Linked DNA regions of Oryctolagus cuniculus: regions 1 and 2 are each linked to region 3. The links are chromatin contacts, called in public Hi-C maps. All regions are on one chromosome and are shown on one strand. Each heading gives the region's core, a stretch centred on a gene start, on an enhancer-like site or on the middle of the called end of the contact. The rest is flanking DNA. Distances are from core to core; before and after follow the strand shown. Region 1 has its middle 250 kb from the start of KLF6. Region 2 has its middle 140 kb from the start of KLF6. Region 3 has its middle 1.1 Mb from the start of PGER5.

Region 1 (4,277 bases), core at 1,131-3,630, 820 kb before region 3:
GTTGAATGAATATCAAACAGGCTCTCTGTCTGCACATTAGGTGAACAGTCCTCTCCCCAGATTTTGTTGCCTATTTCTTTGTCCTCATTCCTCAAATTAGATCCATCTACCTGGCATGTCCCTAGTCATCCATGTTTGCTCACCTTTTATAGTACAGTCCATTTCACATGTCCATACACAAAGATTGCATTTTCTTTCTTTTTTTATTTATGTATTTGAAAGTCACAGTTATGCATAGAGGAAGAGCAGAGAGTGAGATATTCCATATGCTGGTTCACTCCTCAGACGGCCACAACCATCAGAGCTGGGCCAGGCCAAAGTCAGGAGCTTCATCTGAGTCTCCCATGTGGGTGGCAGAGGCCTAAATACTTGGGCCATTTTCTGCTAAACTTTCTCAGGCCATTAGCAGGGAGCTGGGTCGGAAATGGAGCAGCCAGGATATGAACCAGTGTTCGCATTTTCTGATCCTCTGAGCCCAAGTCCACTTTCTGGAACAGATAGATGCAATCAACTACGATGGCCTCTTCCTTGTGGCCCAGAGTCACTATCCAAAACCAAAGGTTGCAAAGCTCGGACAAAGCTAGGAAGTAGCAGTGTGTCAGTCGGTTGAGTTTTCTCCTTCCTTCTACTTACTGAAAACACACATGAGGGGAGGAACAGGGTGGAATAACAGTTACATTTAATTTTCATGAAATCCCATGAAATTTCATGAAATCATCGAGATAAACCTGACGAAGAAAAACAGCACTGAATGTGGGAATCAGAAGTGAAATGATGACATGGATTTGGGGACAGAAATGTAATAATTAGGTCACTAGGTAGGTGGCTCACACAATGCTGAAGGTCTCCAGTTTCTGATCCCTGAGCTGTCCTGTGTCTTTCAGGTGAAAACTGAGGGCACAGACAGGAAATTGCACTTCCTAGGAGGGACATCCTGCATCCCTGGGGTTATTGGCTTCTTACACTGTTGGATCTGAGACTTTATTTAAGGTTTTCTTTCAAATACAGTCACACATTGTTTTCTCAGTCAGACCTCCCACAAGGCTGAGAAATATAATTTCTGCAAATATGTCAGTCACTTGGATGTATTTTAACAGGCTGTGAGCACAGAGTAATTAAAACAATGTCTAAATGAAGAGAGAAATTCTAGTTTCTATTTTTAAAATGATGTCTTATGTCTTTCTGAATATACTCTGTCTGGCTTGCCCAGGAAAGTTTGTCTGAACCTACTATTCTCATCCTGCCCCTTCCACAATAAAAATGTAGGGAAAAACTCCCTCCTTTTATGGTTGGCCATTGCTTCCGTAAGTTCATTACCAAAGGATACATTCTTCTCATTCTTCTATAGGAATACAAAATTTGAATGATAAGCTTAGGCATTTTAGGTAAGATTTTTCTATACCTTTTAAAAATATGTATTTTTAAATTCTCTTTTATTTGAAAGGCAGGGAGACAGAGAGATGTTCCATCTGCTGGTTCACTTCCCAGGTACCTCCAAAAGCTGGGGCAGGGCCAGCTCAAAGCCAGGAGCCTGGACCTCAATCCAGGTCTCCCTCTCATGTGGGTGGTAGGGACCCAATTCCTTGTGCCACCACCTGCCTCCCAGAGCATTCACAGAAAGCTGGGTAGGAACAGGAACAGGTTCTTGAATCCTGGGTCTCTACTATGAATGCGGGTATTTTTGGAGATAAGTAACGTCAGTCCTTCTCTGCGCCTTTTATGTAGAAAAGGTATATTTGAATATTTTATTGAGAAGTGAAATGTGTCAGGAGTAAAACAGTGTTGTGGAATTTGTCATCTCTGGAGAGCCATTTCACAGTGTTGCTGTGATGCTGCCATTAGGCAGCCTGGGAGGAATGGCCAATGAAGAAACATCTGTTGCAGGTACATCTGGATTGAGAACTTCCCAGTGAGTCCATTTGCACGTTTATCTTAGATTCAGCTTTTTCTTTCACGTCTAATTGATTTTACTGAATATTGGTATCAATGAGGCAATAGGCAGACATGATTTGATACAGCTTATACTTTGATAAATTGAAAATAGATGATTTTTTTGAATGTTGAACTTCTCATGGTTATTAGAACTCAATTCATTAAGCTGGCAGCCAACCTGAAAGTCTTGTCAGAAAGGCATATGGGTGTATAGGAAAAGTGGAAACTTCAGGCCAATGATGGAAAAGAGGTCAGGTGATAATGGCTTTAACAGGTTCATCCAGATTATTAACACCAAGTCAACTTGTCAACTTGTTCAGGGATGTACCAAGAGTCCTTGTGAGGCTGAAATGCAAATCAGAGCTGCCAGGCAGGCTAGGAGGCAGTGGGTGTGGCAGCACATTTAAGGCTACAGGGAGTGAGTGTAAACACCAGCAGTGACTGATACTCCCTTTGGGAAATGATGGGCTCATCCATGCGAAGTTGTCAAGAACAACAGCTTCGTAGGCATGTTGGGAACGGCAGCTAGCTGCTCAGGAGGCTATCACCAAGTCAGCTCATTATGTACTTATGTATCCTAGAGAGCAAGTGAAACTAACAGAGCACCTAAAACTAATCTTTAGACGTGAAATTAACACTTCGAGATGCAATGACTTTGAACAGCCCTTGTCTGGACTGTTGAGGAACGGTCTCTTTTTTCATACAATTTGTTGAACTTTTTACTTAGTATTGAGTTATTCGTAGGTGTATAAAGTTAACTGAAAATATATCTTAGTAAAAAATAAGAATGGGGATAGAGAGGGAGGAGGAAGGGGTGGGAGTGTGGGTGGGAGGGAGGGTACAGTGGGAAGAATCACTATATTCCTAAAGTTGTATTTATAAAATGCATGAAATTTGTATTCCTTAAATAAGAGATTTCTGGGGGAAAATGTATTTATTTATTTGAAAGGCAGAGTTACAGACAGAGGAGAGACAGAGACAGAGACAGAGACAGAGAGAGAGAGAGAGAGAGAGAGATCTTCTATCTACTGATTCACTCCCAAAACGTCTACAATACCTGGGGGAGAGTCAGACCAATGCCAGGACTCTAGAGCTCCATCCTGGTCTCCCACATGGTCGGAAGGGACCCAAGTACTTGGGCCATTTTCTGTTGCTTTTCCAGCCACATTATCAGGGAGCTAGATAGGAAGTAGAACAGCCGGCACCAAAACCAGTGCTCATATGGATTTGGCAGTGTCTCAGGTGGTGGCTTAACCTAGTGCACCACAATGCCCGGACCCAAGCTGAGAAAACATCCTGCATCCCTTGGGAGTTTATTTATTTGCTTGAAATCATTGCCTGGTTCTGGAAATATCTCTGTTGGGATTGCTCCTTGTGTTTCCACAGTTTGAATATTTCACTGTTGGAGGCTGATAAGCATGGTGGTTGAAGGCAGTCTCAAGTCTCTGGCAAAGGCAGCCTAGGAGCTAGTGTTGGTCCCCAGGGATCAGAGGGATCTGTTAGTGAATGGGTGTAGGTTTTCTTCCTACTTACCAGCCCTCTTGAGCTTTCTTTCTTAAGCCTCGCCATAGGGAACTTGGATGAAGCAGAGGCAAAGTAAGAGTGGTGGTGAGTGGTCTGGGATCATCATCCCCTCTTCTGGACCGAAGTTTAAGTTCATATTTTGTTGACATCATTTCTGCATCCATGCAGCTCGTGGGAATTATAGTTAGACAAGAGGTAGAAGGAGCAGGCAGAGAAGAGTTGGAGTTTACTTTCCTATACTCTTCTCCTCTCAATGTCCAGAACCCGACACCAGAAAATAGTTGAGCAGGTACATGCACAAAAGCCTTTTTGGGGAAGTTCTGGATTTTGTGTTGTAGCATGAGTGTCTCAGATTTCTGGAAGCCAGTTGGTTCAGCTTCTCCATCCCTTGAACTCCCCTCTCTGTTGGCAGCACATGATTGTTCATAACTGGAAGAAATTACAAGTATTGTGTAAACAATTACAAGTATTGTACAAACAATGAGCATGCTGGTTTGGCCCATCTATTTGCAAGAAAAACATGTGGGGCTTTATGGAAATGAATTACAGCTCTGAGCTCCTGGCACAATCGCAAATATCTTCAATGCAAAAACACTAAGGTTACATATCCTTTCTGTCCTAAAAGTGTAGCATGTGCAACTTACTGATGGGATTCCTGTTTCATTTTCTAAAGGTCTGATAACTGATAATATCAGGGAAATTGTTGTTTTCACCGAAGGGTACTTCATATAAAGAAGTGGTTATTTTAACAGCAGTCTATCTGTTCATCACTGATCATTGCTAGGGCAAAACATTAACTAATTCATTCCTGATGTTCACTG
Region 2 (4,608 bases), core at 539-3,038, 930 kb before region 3:
GAGAATCATGGCTAATTTCTTCTAGGCTCCAGGCATTGCATGACATGTGCAGAGGTAGACAGGGTGGCCTTATTTTTTGGTGGAGCTTCTTGCGGGGTCTGATGGGTTAAGTCAGTTGCCCCAGATCACAAATCTTGTAAGTACAAAGGCTGAAAATGAACCCAGAGTTTTCTAATTCTGAAACCTAAGCAACTTCCACTGTCCCACTTCTCCTCCGCGTTCTCTTCACAGTTCCAAGAATTAACACAGCGGTTAGCTTTCTCTTTCATTTCCCAAGAGGTACTATGTAGCACTAAAGAAATAAGAAATGATCCACCGAGTCCCTTTGGAACATGGATCACCAGGCCAGCCCAATTTTCTGTCAAATCTGTGGTTCCCATACTCTGGATTTCAGCACAAAGGATGCACAGTTGCACAACGACAAGGTGGCAAAGGACCGTCGGCGCCACACCTTCAGTGGGAAGTAGAACGAGCTGAAGTTGTACATGCTGTTTTCACAGATGTCATGCTTCAGCCCTTTCTGTTTTTCTCTGAGTCGAAATGACAAACACAAGTATAGTACTCTTCCCCAGTTGTATAATAAGGTTGTGTACTAGAAGTTGGAATAATTTTATAAGCTGTGCTTCCGCCTCAGGGCCGCCCTCCCCATTGGACTGCTCTATTAGCCCCCAAAAAACCCGAAGTCTGTAAGTAGTTGCTTCTGAAGTTTTCCACTTTTTCTAATCATGGTCTCCAAATAGTCCTTTTTCATTGGGAACATGCCAAATAGATAGGGGACAAGCATATAGTATTTCAAAATAACTCATGTGTGTATACTCAATGGCATAAATTTTATTTTACCCTGCAAACATTTTCCCCCAGTCTATTAAAAACAACAAACAGAAGACCGTTCTCTCTGTCTACACTACTTGATATAAATACTTATGAATATAACAGAATCAATTCTAGGCTATATTTGGCTTATGAGTTACAAATAATGCTCCCTAGATCTTTTACTTCTGCTTATGCAAAGAATCATCTCAATTAAATTACTCTGTATGTTTATTAATATTTCTCAATGTGGAGGATGATCTCTCTCTGATGTAAAAACTTATCTATAAATCACGCAATAAACTGGAATTCTAAATGCCATGACATCGCTATGGGAACAATCTTGATATTAGGGTAAACAAATGATGTCAGACTCTCTCTGCAGCTGCAAATGCCAGGGCTCTCCGTTCCTGAAGAAAGTGACATGGATTGTTCCAGAGAGCCACTCGCTTTGAACTGTGTCAGGGGAATCTTTTTAACGTGAATTGCTACCTGGGATTGAACCAAGCTGATCCTTTGGGACCAATAACGACCAAAGGGTGTCATTCCGATAGAATCCTCAGGTGGAAAATTCTTCCACTTGTCAAACGATAGAATTCTATTAATCTGCATCCAGCCTGGCGAAACATACTTTATAAATAGAGGACTAGAGTACTTTTGCCAAGAACAACCATATGAATCTAGCTGCATCTTATTGGAGAAAAAAACAGCAGCTAGAAGTCTATTTGAAAGCATCAACTGAACAACAAGCCTAGGAAAATGATTCCTTCCATAAACAGCGCTTGTTTTTAGAATACAAGCCTATCGGACTTGCCGCATTGTGCTACATCCTACATTCTTTCCTCTCTGACTTATTTTTACTTTCTGTTTGCATTGGCTTGGTTTTATTTCTCCCTAACCCGTCTCTTGAGTCATCCCGATAGGGCTGCGAGAGTGAAAGTCCATTCTGCCCACGCTTCACAGGACTCAATGAGGAGGGTTGTCAAGAGTCACTTGACGTCAAGACTGACTTTTAAATTTGCCAGAAAGGCGTTCTTTGGGGGAGCAGTCAACACCATCACTTTCCCTCTTTAGAGAGCTGCTACTGGCTGTTGGAATTCAAAGCCCACAAATTGAATTTCCAAACTCAATTCAGGACACAGATTTTCTTCTCTCTCCTCTCCTCCCCTCCCCTCCCCTCCCCTCCCCTCTCCTCTCCTCTCCTCTCCTCCCCTCCCCTCCCCTCCCCTCCCCTCTCCTCCCCTCCCCTCTCCTCTCCTCTCCTCTCCTCTCCTCCCCTCCCCTCCCCTCCCCTCCCCTCTCCTCCCCTCCCCTCTCCTCTCCTGTCCTCCCCTCCCCTCCCCTCCCCTCTCCTCCCCTCCCCTCTCCTCCCCTCCCCTCCCCTCTCCTCTCCTCTCCCCTCCTTTCCCCTCCTCTCCCCTCCTCTCTCTTCTCTCCTCTCTCTCTCTCTCTCTCTCCCCCAGCCCATTCCTCATAGAACATATCTTTAACAATAATTTGTTTATTTTTTTGCCCTAACATAGTATATTTACTTACTTGGTGTGTTTGGTTAAGTGTACCTCAGAGTTTTTAAGAGAATATTTCATTTGGAAGTGTATCTTTCACATGTTTACACACTTTTAATTCAGAATGCATGGGATTCTCTAAATTTTCCTCTGGAATTTGTATAATCATCTAATAATACCTTTCCTGATTCCTATTTTCTGAAATGAAGTGACTGGTTACATACTTCCATTTTCCCTTTCTATTTAATAAGATACTCCACTCTTCCTTTTTTTCTTCATTTTTTTTCAGTTTGTCACGGAGTATTTGTTTACCAAATGTTACTTTTCTTGGATCAGTTCTATTTTTGAGGAGTGCAAAAGCAAACAACTGCTTGAAGCTGTCAGACTTCATTTTATTTATGCATGAATAACACAAATAACTTGAAAATGACCTAGCCTGTTTTTCTCAGATTTAGATAGAAAAACTGCTTCCGGGCAATGTTTATGCCAAACTGTCCATGCCAAGTTTCCAATTTCAGTGCCAATGGTTTCTTACAGCCAAGTTGTAAACCTTTGGTAAACATGGCTTATAATGAAAAGTGAAACACAAGCCTGGACCTGGCCCCAGGGGGCTGGATGTAAATTTACTCTAAGAACAAAACTCTTGCAGGAACAGGAGGGGCAACGGGCTAGCTATCAAGTATCCCTTCTGTAATGCAGGGCTGTACAAACGATGATATTTGATTACTGAAATCCCATCAGATGCATTTAGCATTTTATGTATTTCCCTTGCCATTGCTGCTCAGTAGTGCCATACCCAATTCGAAGTGGCTGCCTTATTGTCACACAGTGGCTCTTCCAGAACTTATTCCCCAACTGGGGATGGGGAGGGAGCCTTGGAATTTTGAGGGTTTTTTTTTTTTTTGAGTTATTAAATTTTGGTGATGTGTTCATATGCACTGTTATAAGTACATAGGAGACCTACATATTCTTTTAAAAATCAATTTAAACATATCCAGCCACATCAATATTCTCTGTGTCCTGTGTGTTATTTGTAAAATCTAAAGGAGATCATATCTCTCTTTTATTACATAATAAAACTCATTTCCTTGGAATAAAATTCAGATTTCTCACTGTGCGCATCAAGAACCAGTAGATGCCATTGCCTCTGCCTAAATATTATCTCCTCCCTCTACTTCTCAGTCAAGCTATCAGACCCAAGAGATACCAATACTCTTTTTGTTCCTTCAATGTTTCAAGTTACTTCTCAACTCAGAACTTCTACTGTTTCCCTCTGCTGGGAAAATCCTTTCTTATCTCATATGTGGCTGGCTCCTTCTCTCTGCTCATATCTCATTTCAGATTGTACTTGCTCCAAGAAACATCTCCCAAAGTACTCCATCATCAGTTGCTCACCCCCTGAGCAAGAATAACCAAACCAGATACATCACAATACCTGATTTCAAAGCATACTTCAAAGCTATAGTAATTAAAACAGCTTGGTACTGGCATAAAAACTGACACATAAAGCAATGGAACAGGATAGAAAGCCCAGAAATTAATTAATTAATCTGTGGAAATATAGCCAACTGATTTTTTGACAGAAGTGTCCAGAGCATACATAATCTTCAACAAATGATTCTGGCAAAACTGAAGGTATACATGTAGAAGAATTAAATTCGATCCATACCTCTTACTATACACAAAAATAAACTCAAGATGGATCAAAGATCTAAATATAAGACCTGAGACTGAAGTTGCTGGAAGAAAACCCAGGTGAAACACTCTAAGACATTGGTGTGGGGAGTGATTCTTAGATAAGATCCCTAGAACACAGGCAACAAAAGCAAAACTAAACAAATGACACTATGTACAACTCAGAAGCTTTTCACAGAAAAGGAAATTATCAATAGAGTGAAGAAACATCCAGTAGAATGGGAAAAATATTTACAAATCACCAATGTAAAAGATTAATATCTCCAATATATCACCAACTTAAACTCAGCAACAACAAAACACCAACTAGTCCAGTTGAGGAATGGGTAAAGGACTTCAACAGAAGCTCTCAAAAGAAGAAATACAAATGGCAACAAATATATGAAAACATGTTCAATATCAATAATCATCAAGGGAATGCAAGTCAAAACCACAATGAGGTATCACCTCAGCCCTGTCAGATTGCTAAAATTCAAAACACAGAGAGTAGCAAATGCTGGCCAGGATGTGGAGAATGAGGAACACTTAAACACTGTGGGTGGGAATGTAAATTAGTGCAGCCACTGTGGAAGAGCAGTGTGGAGATTTCTTAGAAAAC
Region 3 (4,558 bases), core at 1,358-3,857:
TCAGAGCCAGGTTAAAAAAGTCTTCATATCTTCAGATGCACAAGCAAGTTATTTACAGTCAGCAAAAGACGGCGAAGCCAAATTCCTGTCTTAGATGTGCTGCTGACAGTTCCCACTGAACTCAGTCACATGTACTTATTTGAAGGAAAAATGTAGGCAATGTGATAAATACAGTCTTGCATTACCCATAACCAAATTTAAATAGCTGCATCAACAGTCATTGTCTGGAAACTAAATAGAATGGAAAAGAAAACAAGAAAAGAAAATCTTGGTTTGAAAACAAACTTACTTTTACCTTATTTCTTCATGCTTGGCTCTGGTCTGTGAGGCATACCTCAACCAAGCTTTAACATGTGGACAACTGTTTTATCATTTTCTGAGATGTCATCCAGCAGATACTGAATTATTGAAACAGTCTAGGTTTTGTATACCATTTTTTGAAGTCTGTTTTTGAAAACCTGGTATAATTGCTTTAAAAAAGAATGTATCCATCTAATATAAGATTCAGAAAAGCTTATGAAACTTACAAGCAGGAACTTGTCATTTTCAAACAGGAGCATTTGTTCTTTTCATGTAACTCTTGCCTGGTAGTGGATCTGTTTGCCATTCTCAGAGTGTTGTGAAGCTATGATATGGAGTTGCTGAGGTCTTCCTAGGATAGACTTAATAAGATACATTTGTCACAGATTGATGATCTACCTACTGCATGAGATGAGGTGAGGATCAAATGAGATAAATTACATGAAATTCTATGAAATTAGCAAAGCTCCATAGTAACACCTGGTGCTGAGAATTTCTCACTGCTACTAAATTGGAAGAGTTAAGAAAGATGTGTGGATCTCAACTTTGTCTTATCCCTTTGACAATTATATTGTCTCCAATGTTCTAATAGAACTGCCAATACTGTGTGCATATTAACTTGAAAAATGTCACAAATACTACCTTCAATTGTTCTTCTGAAGTGTGGACTTAACATGAAAATTTGATGTAAAAAAAAAATGGATGGATTTTTATTTAACACATGTTTTTCTATGGATTAACTTACAGTCAGTCTTCTAATTGAAAGGGATAAGTTTTCAGAGACCAGAAATTCAGGTCCCCTACATTAGTGACTGGGACCTGATTACTTGAGCCACCACCTGCTTTCTTTGAGGTCTGCCTTGGCAGGAAGCTGTAGTCTAGAGCCAGAGTTAGAAACTGAACGCACATTTTCTCATGTAGAATTTGGGTGTCTTAACATCAACCACGAGGCCACATGCCCAACCCTCCATTTCTTTCCTTTAATTTCTCTGAAAAGGTTAAGCTTTGGTAGCTAAGAGAAAGGACTGCAATTGTGGGTCAAAAGGTTTCATACTATCTCAGCTCCCCAAAAATGGCTCCCAGGGTGCACACAAGTCACCGTATTGGCATCTTCTGGGAACTTCTCAACAAACACCACCTTGACTGCCCCAAGAGCCAGGGCACAGCCTACCACAGGCTTCCTTTTCACTCTGATCACTGAGTGGTTCATAAAACTAGCAGGACCAACCCTCTAGACTTCCCTTCCCCAAAGTTGGTTGCAGATTGCAGAGCCCTCTCCTCATTTCCTGTGCCAACAATCCCTTCTTTCTCATGTCATATCTGTTTCTGCTTTATCCATGGATAAAGGTGGTTTGGCACCTTTGAACTCCAACAGATAGAGTTATTTAACGTTTCTATGACAGTGAGACTAAATTTAGTTTGAAGAAGATGATATGTCAGGTCCAATAATATTTATAAACCTTGTTGATGTTCAGCTTACTGTGGAGCAATGGAGCCCAATTTCCTGTTTTATTCATCCTTTTTTCCCCAAACTTTATTTATTAGAAGAGACAGAGAGAGAGAGAAAGAAAGAAAGAGGGAGGGAGCCCTCATCCACTGGATTGTTCCCCACATGTCCACAATGACCACTATCTAGGGCAAAACTGAGAGCTGAGAACTCAATCCAGTTCTACTGCATAGGTCCCAGGGACCCAACCCCTTGAGCCATCACCTCCTCCCTCTGAGGTCATGCACTAGCAAGAAACTGGAATCAAGAACAAGAACTGAGCTGAAACATGAACCCTGGTACTCTACTTGAAGCCTTCGAGAGGTTAATTTAAAGCAAACAGTCTTTCACAAGAGACAAAAGTCCCAATAAAATCACATGCCATTATTTAAAACTTCTTTTTATTTAAGATCAGCACAAATAAATATGTGCTAATATCCTGGCATTTAATCTTCCTCCTTTATATTTCTGACTTCTGCCTTTGTTTCTGGGCTATTTTTCTCCCTATAAACAAAAGCCATCAGGCGATTGGGACTTATAATTCTCTCCAAAGACATTTGTGCTTTTCTATTTCTTTTTTGTTAGTCAGAATCAAAATAACCCAAGAGGGGTAGGATAAAGGAAGTATAATGAGTATACACTTATTAGGGCATTTTATCCAGCAACTGTCTCCAGATAGCAGCTGCATGAGTCATGCCGAACACGTGGATGTCTGTGAGCCTCCAGGGATTACCAAACTCTGACTCAAGGGTGGAGTTTGGTTGCTGAGGCATTTCACAGGGCTCAGCACACTGGGTGATGTCAGTTAATCCAATTACAGTCAGCGGATCAGCAGTATTCCAACAAACACTGCGTTCATTCAGTTCCAGTCAGAACTTCCAGTGGCACAGCCAAGGAAATCTAGGTGGCACAAAAAAAGCTTCTGATAATGGAAAGTACTGGAGGTCCAGCTTAGATATGGCTCCAGGCTTAAACCAATCCCCTGTCAATATCCTATTAGTCACTTCCAGACAGTGTGTCAGAGCAACAGGCTAGATTTCACCTGATGCCTTCAGTTTCTTTGACGATTTTTAAACACCTCTGCTAAGGAATCCGTTTGAGGAACAGATCTATTTTTATTCATAATGACTTCTCCATCTGTCTTGCTATTTTCTAAAAACAGATTAGCATCCTGCATGTATAACCTAGTTTATTTGGTGAACTATTCAGAGCCAAAATGTCTTTCCAAAGAATAACAGAATGATATGAATATTCTGTTTTACAATCACAGAACTAATAGTTACTAAAAAGTGAAAGAATATTTAATTCACTATGATGAAACTATATATTGACTTGATTTTTTGAAACTAGTGGGAACAGGTCCTTGTCAAGTCTTTAACAGATATTTTTCTTTGTGTGAGTTTTCCCTCCTGTGTGTTTTAGAAATAGTTTAAGAATGGGGGTCTGGAGGCTGGTACTGCTCCATCACTGATTTATGGTACAATCTTGAATAAAACCATTAAGTTCTCTGTTCTGATCTCATACTGAAAAGAAGAACAAAATCAGAACAAAATTAGAATGAAACTACTGATCATGGCTGAAAATTTGTTGAAACAATGATATGAGGTAAAAGTATTTAAAGAGTAGCCCAAATATATCAAGTCCTGTTATGTCTGTTAAGATTAAAGTCTTTAGGTAAGATTTCACACCTACTGCATAGGTAAATTGAAAATAAAGACTTCCTAGCTTCATTAAATCAACATCATTTAAATAAATGATTTTATATGTAGTTGTGAATTTTGTTGCAAAGTTGAAATTCCTTTAAAAATGGGAGTAAGTTATTGTATTGCTGTTGTATCTAGATGTGTTAGTTTATAGTCATCAGTGGTAGTAGCGTCCGTCTCTCTATCTCATCTGTACATGTTTTGTCTCACGATGTTCATTTGTATTCATTTTTTATCTAGAGGAAAATATACCATGAAATTCACCTTTTTAAAGTGTACACTTCAGTGACTTTCAGCATAACCATAAAGTTGTGAGTTCATCACAACCATGTAATTCCGAAATATATTCACACCACAAAAACAAATCCCATACTATCTAATATCAACTTCCATTTATCCCCTTCCCTTAACCCCTAACAAATGCTAATTTAGGTTCTGTCTCTATGGGTTTATCGTTTCTCTATATTTCATTTTCATGTATCTAGATTATTTTTCTTATCAATATTTTAAAGATTCATTAATATTTTATCTTAGTTTTTAAAGATTTATTGATTTATTTGGTACAGACGGGGTGGGGTTGGATTTCATCTGCTAGTTCATGTTCCAAATGGTTGCAATGGTGGGGACCCAGCCAGGCCAAAGCCAGGAGCCTGGAACATCATCTGGGTCTCCCACTTGGGTCCCAAGCATTTGGGTCATTTTCAACTGCCTTCTCAGGTTCATTAGCAAGGAGCTGGATCAGAGGTGCAGCAGCTGGGACTCGAACTGTTGCCCACTGGGATGCCAGTGTTAAAAGCAGCAGCTTAACCCACTGTACCACTATGCCCACCCTCTCACTCATGTTTTAGATTGTACTAGATGTGTCATTTTTATGACTGAGTAATACGCCATGATATGGCTATAAAACACTTTGCTTTTCCATTCGTTAAGAGTCATTTCCACATTTAGACTACTACCAGGAAGTGAAAACCTACTATTATGAACTTCTGTGGGCTGGGCCTTGTTTGGACATGCGATTTCAGCTCTCCTGGAGTAGAGTTGCTGGGTCATATGTGATCTCTATGTTTAA

What was found. Hi-C and Micro-C count contacts between places; a contact is called where the count stands out from the background.
Region 1: a Hi-C map of skin fibroblasts shows a contact between it and region 3, with 3 times the contacts expected there. The contact joins two enhancer-like sites. A contact is called at or near these places in 2 of 6 Hi-C or Micro-C datasets (embryonic fibroblasts and skin fibroblasts).
Region 2: a contact with region 3 is called in a Hi-C map of psoas muscle, with 6 times the contacts expected there. The contact joins two enhancer-like sites. A contact is called at or near these places in 3 of 6 Hi-C or Micro-C datasets (embryonic fibroblasts, psoas muscle and skin fibroblasts).

Annotation. Positions count from the first base shown.
Region 1 is chr13:92,585,849-92,590,125 of mOryCun1.1, reverse strand. No RefSeq gene overlaps it. Among named protein-coding and RNA genes, the nearest start is that of KLF6, 250 kb to the left of the region's middle. Within about 2 kb of position 2,380, at least 1 of the 8 cell types and tissues checked has an H3K27ac peak or open chromatin away from gene starts, as enhancers often do.
Region 2 is chr13:92,690,286-92,694,893 of mOryCun1.1, reverse strand. No RefSeq gene overlaps it. Among named protein-coding and RNA genes, the nearest start is that of KLF6, 140 kb to the left of the region's middle. Within about 2 kb of position 1,788, at least 4 of the 8 cell types and tissues checked have an H3K27ac peak or open chromatin away from gene starts, as enhancers often do.
Region 3 is chr13:91,761,675-91,766,232 of mOryCun1.1, reverse strand. No RefSeq gene overlaps it. Among named protein-coding and RNA genes, the nearest start is that of PGER5, 1.1 Mb to the right of the region's middle. Within about 2 kb of position 2,607, at least 6 of the 8 cell types and tissues checked have an H3K27ac peak or open chromatin away from gene starts, as enhancers often do.